Regions from separate parts of the Mus musculus genome. Here region 2 is linked to region 1. Evidence: chromatin contacts called from public HiChIP or PLAC-seq data. All regions are on one chromosome and are shown on one strand. Each heading gives the region's core, a stretch centred on a gene start, on an enhancer-like site or on the middle of the called end of the contact. The rest is flanking DNA. Distances are from core to core; before and after follow the strand shown. Region 1 overlaps Fam13a (family with sequence similarity 13, member A). Region 2 has its middle 23 kb from the start of Tigd2.

Region 1 (5,132 bases), core at 1,253-3,752:
TCTATTTTGTTTTTAAATCCTGGTTTCGTCCAAACTAAATCTGTACATTCTGATCATGGTTAATCTCAGCTGTGCAGTCACTGTGGGCATATTAGGGTGGCATCCCAGAGTCTGTAGTGACTCTGTGATCATTATGTAAATATGGGTGGTAATGTCAAAGTGATTACTGTCTAGTAAGAGAAATTAAGCTTCACAGAGCTCAGGACTGAATTACTAGGCCATGCCACCTAAGCCTTTCTCTGACTTTCTTAATCCTGTAACTCTAAGTGAGAACAATTTATGCTTTAAGTAGTATTTAATGATAATTTTATGTTTGCTATATTTAAGGTAAATGGCAAAAATAGGCATAAGTCTTCAAAGATATATACTTGTGTACAGTATAAAGCTGTGAATTTTTCTCTCAGCTAGACTATAATATGTCTTTAATACTGTCTATAAAAAGAAATTCTAGATTGGTAGACTGAAGGTAAAATAAAGGGGCTGAGGAGATAGCTCAGTGGTTAAGAGAATTGGCTGCTCTTCCAGAGGGCCTGAGTCTGATTCCAGAGTCTGCATGGTAGTTCCCAACAGTCTGTACTCTCAGTTTCAAGGGATCAGATACCTTCTTCTGGCTTCCCAGGGCACCAGGCACAGGACAGAAACACATGTATGTACAGGCAAAACATCCACACACATGAAATAAAAATAAATTTAAAGCAAATATTTTAGAAAGAAAGTAAATGAGAGTGAAAAACAGTTCATAGTGTATTTACTGGACTTTGAGTGCAGGCTACTTCCTCTATTCAATATTAGGATCAGAAACACTAAAATGTGAGAATAAAAAAGAAAAAAGAAAAAAAAAAACTATGCAGAGGGATGACTTAGCAGTTAAGAGCCCTTTCTGCTCTTCCAGAGGACCTAAGTTCAGTTCTCATTCCCCACATCAAGGGGCTCACAACCTCCTGCAACTCCCTCACCAGGGGTTCAAATGCCTTCTCACCTTCTTGGATATACACACACACAAACACACCGTGACATTACACACATACATACATAAATAAACAAATAATACAAACACATCTTCAAGCACTAGTATTCCTACAAGACTACATTCACAGTAGAGAAGGAAGACGTAGGAGCAGCTGCTGTTTTCAGAGAATGAAAGTTCAAAGTAAGGGGAGCTGTTGTTTCATGGAAGCAAAAACAGTAATTATTTAACCTGTAATTAAAATTCCAAAAGTGGGTTGTTTCCCTGAGTAACATTATATGATTGTCCCAAAAAAATGATATAAGAATTAGTTTGGCACAAGTTTATTTTAACTTTGTTTTACTCTTTCACTTGATAGGAAACTAAAAGAAGCTACTGAGGAAACACAAGCCCACCCCATAATTACATGCATGGCTAGTTTGAAGTAGACTTTGTTGCTGTTCTAGCATAAAGAGTTTAAGTAGGAGAAAGAAAGATGATTGCCAGTTATTATTCATCTCTGCTGGGTATTCTTAGCTAGAAATATGACCTAACTGCTGAAGAACAGCTTGTAAGTAAGTGTATATTTTTTGTGTTATGTCTAGCAAGAGACATGCTTAGCTGTTTTCAATATATTTCCATGTGTCTGCAACTTCCATTTTTGCTATCATTTTATTACTCAGAATCCTTTGCTTCAATCCCCAAAACAGAACTATTACAAGACTCATAAATTCCTCACTGATTCTTTTAAAGATGGTTTTAAAATTATACTGATTTCTTTATATTCAAAGTAGTACTTTATGGATTGATAGCTGCAACCTGCTACTTTCCAAAATAGTAATTTTGAGTACTGAAGGCTGTATACTATATGTCGATGGTGTGGTTTCACTAGATTTTTCTTAAGGAAATAACAGACCCACCTAACAGATAAGATATACCTTCTGAGATAGGTACACAGCACAAGCAGCTCCATCTATAAGGATTCAGGCAAAGTGCTTAGGGATGAACAACTGTCATTAGTTAGATTGATTCTGGAAGATCAGCATAAAGTAGGACAGAAAACTCAACTGGTTGCAGTCTGGGAGGAGTCAGCCTTCATCGAAAATGAAATGGATCAGGACAGATGGAAGATGGAGCAAAGCAGTCCTCAGTTCTCAAAGACAAGGGAGCGGAAGATCCATATAGGCAGGTCACACAGATACGTACCTAGTCACTGGTGCTCATCTGGTGAGGTAAGAGTGTGGAGAAAGGGCCTGGAAGGAGGCTACTGGGTACCAATGGAGGCATTAGAGCCCAGGTTTAGATGGAGGAGAGGGTTGGGTGCAGGGACAAAGAACCAATGAGGGCCCACATTCCTCATTTTGCTTCACCGTGAGTTTCTTCTTCTGTGACTTGCTGTTCGCCTCATAGTCAGGCTGTGCCCTGTATTTCTCTCTTGGGCATTTCATTTGCTTCTGATGTTTCTGCAATAAAGCAGGACTGTTAGCACCCTGGGTCTAAGTAAATACCTTCTGTGGTAACAGTTCACTGTCCACTACAGTCCCTCTTCAGCCTGCTAAGTCAACAGAGAGCCAGGTGTCTTTCTTTGAAGGGAAAGGAAACAATAGCTATAGAGCAACACCTGCTAGGACCATGTGTCAAGTTTACTGCAGTTACAGTAGCTCAGATAATACGTGTCATTGTTCCCCAGATTGCTCCCTTGGGATTAGCCAGCCCTGCTGAAACAATTAGGGGAACAGAAAGTGAAGCAAAACTTCGGTAAGGCTGAAGCAAAACAAACACATGCCTCTGCACGTTACACAGGAACAGGAACATTCTTGGCAAGCACGTCCATACTCTGTTCTCTTTCAGATTCTAGGCTGGAATCCAAAAACAGGAACCCCCAACTCCATTGATCAGATTCACATCAAAGCAGCTTGCCCTTGATGTTCTCCCATGCCCCCTCTGCCTGTTGCTGTCTACCTTCTTCCTCCTGGCATCCGGTCAGATCTGCCTGGGATCTTTGACTAGTTTATGTTTCCATTTGTCTGAGTTCTCACTGTCTACAAACCTGGCTTTGGGCTTCTAGTACTTATTTCCACCGGAACCAAAGCTCCCTGCCTTCACTTTCATCTTCCCCATGCTCAACCCCCACCCACCTTCAGGCCCCAGGTGTCTATCCAACAGATTTTACGCTTGAGTTCCACACAAATTCCTGGACGGCCTGTGTGGCCTCTGCTTCATCTAAGTCTGAGATGTTTGCTTCAGGGTCTGCCAAGCTGTAGCCAGTCTTACTGAGCTGACTCCAACCACATGGCTTCTCAGGCTTGCAACTGATAGGCAAACTCAACCTGTCTTCTAGCAAGGGTCCAGTTCTTCCTCGTTTCCTAGTTCAAACCAAAGCTAAATTTCTATCAGCAAGTATGGACTTGCTTGAGTCAGGGTCAGGGTTTTATCTGCCTTCTAATTGTCCTGAAAGAATTTTGATAGATTTATTTCCCAGTTAGTTGTTTGGGATGCAAGATCATTCTTCAGGATTTTGCCCATTTTTAATTGGTGGAGCCTTAAACCTATGTAAAATTTATGTGAGGCTAGATATGTTGCTCAATGAGAAAATGGGCAAAGCCCTGGGTTTGATTTTCTGTACCACAAACAGGGAGATATCTGGAAATTATGTCATATTATTCCTATCTTTGTATGTAGGTAACTTTAAAAACGTGTAGACAGCTTTTTTATGGCAGAGGGAAATACCTTCTTAAACAATTTATGCTATAATTTGTAGGTTTGTGGTGTTTTTGTTATATTTTTCTAGTTTTAAATTTTGATTGTTATTAGTTTGATTTTTGCCTTTGAAAGATATGTTTTCGAAAACTCCTCATTATCAGCCAGGTAGGATGGTGCACACCTTTAATTCCAGCACTCAAAAGCTAAAAGGCAAGCTAATATCTGTGAGTTCCAGACCAGCCTGATCTACACACCAAGTTTCAGGACAGTCAGAGCTACATAATGAGGCCTGTTTCAAAACAAACAAACAAGTTGACTATCATGGAATGATTTACACAAGTATGTACCCCAGATATTTTATTAATGGCTAGATTTGTTATAGGCTGTCAGAGTGTACAAACAAGCCGTTTATTTAGTATATACTTAATTTTTTTAATCACATGAGAAATTAAATAAGTGTTTGGACAGATTCAAGCACAAAGAATTACCTTTTTTTCCTTCCTCTTCTTGACTGGAATAGTCTAAGATGAGGGGAAACTATGGAGTTCAGCTGCTGTGTGTATATGTGTATGTATGTGTGTATGGGTGTGTAATGCAAATAGCATATTCTTCAATAGTCAAATCAATTTTAATTATTTTTGATGTTTTATAAGACACATATAAGTTAAAGTTTGCCATTTCCATCATCTTAAATGTACAGTTCAGCGATTTCTTTAAATGCATTCTGTTGTTAGATACCTGTCACTGCCGTCCATCACTAGAAACCCTTCAGAACTTACAAGACTAAATGCTAGCCCATGGTCCATTAATTCCTCATCGCTTCCCTCTCAAGCCCAGCCCCTGGTAGCCATCATTCTTCCTTTGTCTTATATCTATGATGCTGTAGGCACCTCACCCAACTAGAGCCAAGCAGAATTTATCCTTTTGTGACTATTACATTTCCCTTAGCATAATATCCTCAAGGCTCATCCTCCCTGTAGCATGTGTCAGAAGCCCATTGTTTTTGAAGGCAGGTCCCAAGGAGTGAACTCAGATTAGACTTGGTAGTAAATGCCTTTACCAGTTGCACAAACTCACTGGCTCAAGTTGTTTCTGTCTTTGGCTATTGTAAACAGTACAGCTTGTGAGCATGGGTGTACAAATTGCCAGCTCAAACCCCTGCTTTTAGTTCTAATACATACAGAATTGTTGGATTTATTTTTGAGAATTCCCATACTGTTTTGCATATTAGCAGCACCAATTTCCATTTCCAATAATCACAAATTAGAGTTTCAATCTTTTTCCATCTTCACCAACAATCATTAATTTCTGTTTCTAGTAATTTCCTTTCCTATAAATTTGAAATATGTAGGAATCTTTGAATATTGCTTCTTGCTGACTAAGAATCCAAATTATAATTGAAGGCTAGCCTAGTCTCCAGAGGTAGTTCCATGACAACCAAGGCTAAACAAAGACACACTGTCTCAAAAAACAAAACAAAAAA
Region 2 (5,132 bases), core at 1,785-4,284, 190 kb before region 1:
GTGGACCTTCTTGTAAAATGAACATCGGTCCATTGTCTAGAAGAGTATTTCTGGGCTATGGGGTGGGAGACCTCAGGATATCCTGATTGATCTTAGCTTCCCCAATTTGAGCTAGATATGGTCCATGTTTTCCTGTGATTCTGATTTCCAATAGCTTTGCTATACCATACATATGGTTGATCTCATCTGTGATGCAAATATAAATAGAAAAGATTGGTGGGTCATTGTATATCCCTTCCTTTGTCTAGAGAGGCAGCTCTGATAGATGTTGGGAGCTATAAGCACAGCCCCATTGAGTACCATAGGGTCATTTCCCAGGTATGACTGGTTAGGCCTCACACATACATGTAGTCATATTCCACGATATTTTTGCTTGTGATCTGCCTGTTTTTGATGGATGCCTCCATTCTACACATTAGTTCCTTTTAATGTGTCCTATGTAGGACATATCAAAGTAAAGTGAGCCTAATGCTTGAGAGATAGAACTCCTTCTCTTCCCACAAAGGATACATAGTAGCTTAGCAATCTACTATTTATGGTAAAGTAGACTAGAGGGGAAGAGTAAAGTAGATGCAGAGGGGAGTGGGACTCCTACACATCTCACAAAGTAGCTTAACAAGTGATAGCTCATAAACAACCAGTAAGAAGGACACATGCTCCACTATGTTCATAGCAGCCTTATTTATAATAGCCAGAAGCTGGAAAGAACCCAGATGCCCCTCAACAGAGGAATGGATACAGAAAATGTGGTACATTTACACAATGGAGTACTACTCAGCTATTAAAAAATGAATTTATGAAATTCCTAGGCAAATGGATGGACCTGGAGGGCATCTTCCTGAGTGAGGTAACCCAATCACAAAGGAACTCACACAATATGTACTCACTGTTAAGTGGATATTAGCCCAAAAACTTAGGATACCAAAGATATAAGATACAATTTGCTAAACGCATGAAACTCAAGAAGAACGAAGACCAAAGTGTGGACACTGTGCCCCTTCTTAGAATTGGGAACAAAACATCCATGGAAGGAGTTGCAGATACAAAGTTTGGAGCTGTGACGAAAGGATGGACCATCTAGAGACTGTCATATCCAGGGATCCATCCCATAATCAGCTTCCAAACGCTGACACCATTGCATACACTAGCAAGATTTTGCTGAAAGGACCCAGATGTAGCTGTCTCTTGTGAGACTATGCCGGGGCCTAGCAAACACAGAAGTGGATGCTCACAGTCAGCTATTGAATGGATCACAGGGCCCCCAATGGAGGAGCTAGAGAAAGTACCCAAGGAACTAAAGGGAACTGCAACCCTATACGTGGAACAACATTATGAACTAAGCAGTACCCCGGAGCTCTTGTTCTAGCTGCATATGTATCAAAAGATGGCCTAGTCGGCCATCACTGGAAAGAGAGGCCCATTGGACTTGCAAACTTTATATGCCCCAGTACAGGGGAACCCCAGGGCCAAAAAGGGGGAGTGGGTGGGTAGGGGAGTGGGGGGTGGGTATGGGGAACTTTTGGGATAGCATTGAAAATGTAAACGAGGAAAATACCTAATAAAAAAATAAATTAAAAAAAGAAAGAAAGAAACTACCTGAAAGGTCTGTATTGCTCCAGGTAAAATAGAAAGGGGAGATTCCTATGCCTTACGGTTTTTCCCAATCTCATTTCTGTTCTCTTCATCTGTCAGCAAATATTTTATTTTAATTTAGACAGCAAGCCGACTAGTCAAGATACCATCAAAGTGACATGGTGGCTTCCATCTAGATTGAAGGCACTATGACGGTAACACAACCATCTGCCATCTACTTTCTGCCAATGGTGAGCTCAACTCCATGATGAAAATAAGTCTACTCTTCCACTAGGGCATGATTGTAGGGATCCGAAAATCTCAGATTAAATGTGGTCACTTACTTTAACTGTTTTAAATAAGTACTAGACCTCAACCCAAAGGAGAGTCCCTGGGTAGATTTCGGAGTGGCTAGAATCACAGTGGCTTCCTCCCAGATGGCTTCTAGAAAGAGATAGAGAGAGGGAATTTAACCACCATTCAACTTTTCTGTTAAAACCACACTGGGCCTGTCTCTCAGGGTTCCAGAGGACTGGGAGAAGGATGGGAGGAGCAGGTGTTTTAAAAGAAACCAAAGGTTGTCTGTCTCCAGGCTGAGAGCAGCTTCACATATCTCCGTAAAGAATGTGGTCTATGCTACTTCAGACAGTCTTCTCATTCAGTTTTCTAAGCGAGTTGGTCCCTTTCTTCCTGTGGCCCTTAATATGCATAGAGCAGAGACTTCCCTCTTAGAATCTTTTCTTGGGTCAGGTTTCATCATGAGTAGCATAAGTACTTTGACTTTAGGTTAGTAAGACAAATAGGTTTTGCTTGTTTTCTTTTGTTATTACTGGTTTTGTCTCTGTTCAAGTCTTTGGTGGTCCAGTGTTTTAACTTGCTTAAATAAAATCATACATCCCGTGTGGTCCCTTTTATTTTGTCTTAAACAGGTAGGCTGAAAATAGAGAAGAAAGGTAGAAATAATTATCATTCCAAAAATAAAAGTGCAAGATTCAATCTCAACTGGGGTAAAATTCATGAAGAATTACTTCGTCCAATTGTCAGTGATTAACTCCAGAACTGAGTGGTCACAACCCTGAGGCCTGGCTACCTGCATGTACAAACACGCGGAGGAGTAGGTAAGAGAGGTTTTCCTTTCTAGCATTTCAAAGAAAAGAGGAGAAACAAAAATACCAGTCTTGGGGTCCAGCCCCACCCACTGCCATTCCAGGATGCTGGAGAGACCCTGGCCATGCTCCCTGTTCCCTTCACAGTTTGGCTAGGAAAACACTGGCCCGGGATGAATCTCAGGATAATCTTCGAAATTGAAAGCATCATGGTGAGTCATGGAGGATTGCAGGAACAGATTCATTTTCTCAGCTGATTAAAAGAAGGAGAAAACAGGAAGTGCAAGGCTGTAAGCGCTCGGCCAAGTTTTAGTGAAAGCAGAAGATGTTGCTGTTTCCTGGACGGACGTGCCGTTTGTGCCTCAGAGAGCACGAAGCTGCCTTTGTGCTACTCTGTGAGTCATCACAGCAGTTGCAGATCACCAGATAGGAGGAACACAGTGTCCATTTCACGCTGGCTGTTTTTTTCCTCAGTGGAGTTGGTTCTTCTTTATTCTCCTGACACTTCAAGCTAAAGGTAGCTGCAGGTGACCTGTTACTTTTTGGAGATCTAATGGGGTTTGAGATGTCCTGCCATGTTTCCCTTTCCTGTTGTTCCACACTTGGTTGCTATAGAGACATATTTTGGATAATGACATGTGTCACTCCCTCTCTTACGTTCACTTAGAGCTTTAGGGTTCTTGTTATCTCTCGCCGATTTTAGCCACCAGCCTAACATAAACCGTTCACAGCACTGAGCAATGTGTGGGGGTTGTTGATTTTTATTCCAGTCATTGGAACAGTTAAGTGGAAGCTGCTGCTGCTCCTCAGGTGTTTCTGTTTGACCATGCGCTATCATGTCCTCAATGTGACTGGCAGATTTGTTTCCTCATGCTCTTTTAAGTAAAGTAAAGCATGAGACTGGCTGAAAGAACATATTTGAAAAACTGAGGCAGGGGATGCATCCTGCCTGTCACAGGCTATTTGGAGTCAGCCCCCAGGAAGCTCAGTAAGTCACACTTGAGTTGATTCTGTTTGGTTTGAAACATCTTGCATGTAGGCAGGACGTTTTCTATGAGTTAATTCACACTATATGTTTAAAACATTCTCTAAAGCATTTTCATTAAAATGACAAATTTTTGTGAATTTTTCCCCATTAAATGGACATTACTAACTTGAGAGTGTGGTGTATACTTGTGAGTTTAGAGTGATGGAATACAACATGTAGAATAGTTGAGAGCCAATTAATACACTGCATACTATCTTAGCTGATAATATTATACTGTTATCCCTCTAGCATTACCACTAAGCCACATGACCAGCTCATTTCTAGTTATTGATAACTATGTAACCCATGGGTTTTGGATGCCTGGGTTTAAATTAAGGCTTAAACTGGAATTATTGAGACAGTGTTCTCAAATCTCACATGAATATTTTTAAACCTGGAATGCTGTGGTGAGAAACTCTAAACTATATGGTAAATGTCAATAAACATTGAAAAACTTGGGAATGAAATATTCTGGGGAAAGAGTTATAAATCTTTATTGACTTTGTTCTAAATTAGAAACTCATTATGGATTTGAATGTAAACATATACTGTGAAGTTTCAGAGAAATTCTCTACTTTGTATAGTTTGTATAGAGACCCATGTCTCTCCATTATTATAATTCAGTCTCCTGCCATAAAAGTCCTTTGTTGAAGCCAGACATGGTGACTTAGATGCGCAATCCCATACTTGGGAGGTTGAGGTAGAAGATCATGAATTCCCGGTCAATTGGGGCTACAAAGTGGGTGGATACTGTGAGCTATATAACATGATGAGAGAGGGGTAGGATGAAAGAATGAGAAAGCACCTGAGAGGAGAGAGACAGACAGATAGACAAACAAATGGACAGACAGACAGATGGAGAGAATCTCCCTTACTGGATATAGATGAGAAGATATAGAGACACCTATACTCCTACACAGGGACTGGGCTGGACGAGGGCATGCACACTTATTTTTTACAAGGGTACACATTTGTGTTCATTGGAAATAAATTTTCTCTTCTAGTTAGCAGGTATATAGGTGATAAAATGATACTATTCTGAAAAATTGAAGAGAGTGGCTTGTGTTCTTATTTGTAAAGGCAACTAAAGATTCATAGGAAACAACTCTACTTAAGTTCAATGGATACATTTACAACATAACTCCTATATCAAGGCTCAGGAAATATTGAAAAAGAAAAGAAGGAAAACTTGTAAAAGTCAAAGAAAGGGGGACTCTGTTGTAAGATTGTGCCTTGTAGATATGACAGGTAAGCTATATCTATGAAGTCTCAACAGCATGGATGCCTAAACAAGACCTAAACAATTCCAACAGTAATTCATATCCCAGTGTAAGTGGGTGAAATTTCACAAGGCTTCGCACCTAGATGAAGAGTTATAGGCAATTTATAATTCCAAGAAAGGGGAAATTAGTCTTCTACAGGAATGA

Evidence for each region. HiChIP or PLAC-seq counts read pairs in DNA pulled down with a chosen protein or histone mark.
Region 2: an H3K4me3 HiChIP or PLAC-seq map of the 230-238 cell line shows a contact between it and region 1, with 10 read pairs. The contact joins two enhancer-like sites. A contact is called at or near these places in 1 of 15 datasets of contacts at CTCF or cohesin (large pre-B cells), 33 of 484 Hi-C or Micro-C datasets (B cells, the C2C12 cell line, CD4 T cells and 20 more) and 6 of 115 datasets of contacts at active chromatin or transcription factors (the 230-238 cell line, astrocytes, embryonic stem cells and 3 more).

The regions. Positions count from the first base shown.
Region 1 is chr6:58,996,746-59,001,877 of GRCm38.p6, reverse strand. All of the region lies in intron 2 of Fam13a (family with sequence similarity 13, member A), which reads left to right. Among named protein-coding and RNA genes, the nearest start is that of Gm52905, 21 kb to the left of the region's middle. Within about 2 kb of position 2,502, at least 72 of the 459 cell types and tissues checked have an H3K27ac peak or open chromatin away from gene starts, as enhancers often do. A contact at or near this core is called in the 230-238 cell line, B cells, the CH12 cell line and 1 more, where this site is marked.
Region 2 is chr6:59,183,378-59,188,509 of GRCm38.p6, reverse strand. No RefSeq gene overlaps it. Among named protein-coding and RNA genes, the nearest start is that of Tigd2, 23 kb to the left of the region's middle. Within about 2 kb of position 3,034, at least 141 of the 459 cell types and tissues checked have an H3K27ac peak or open chromatin away from gene starts, as enhancers often do. A contact at or near this core is called in the 230-238 cell line, B cells, the CH12 cell line and 1 more, where this site is marked.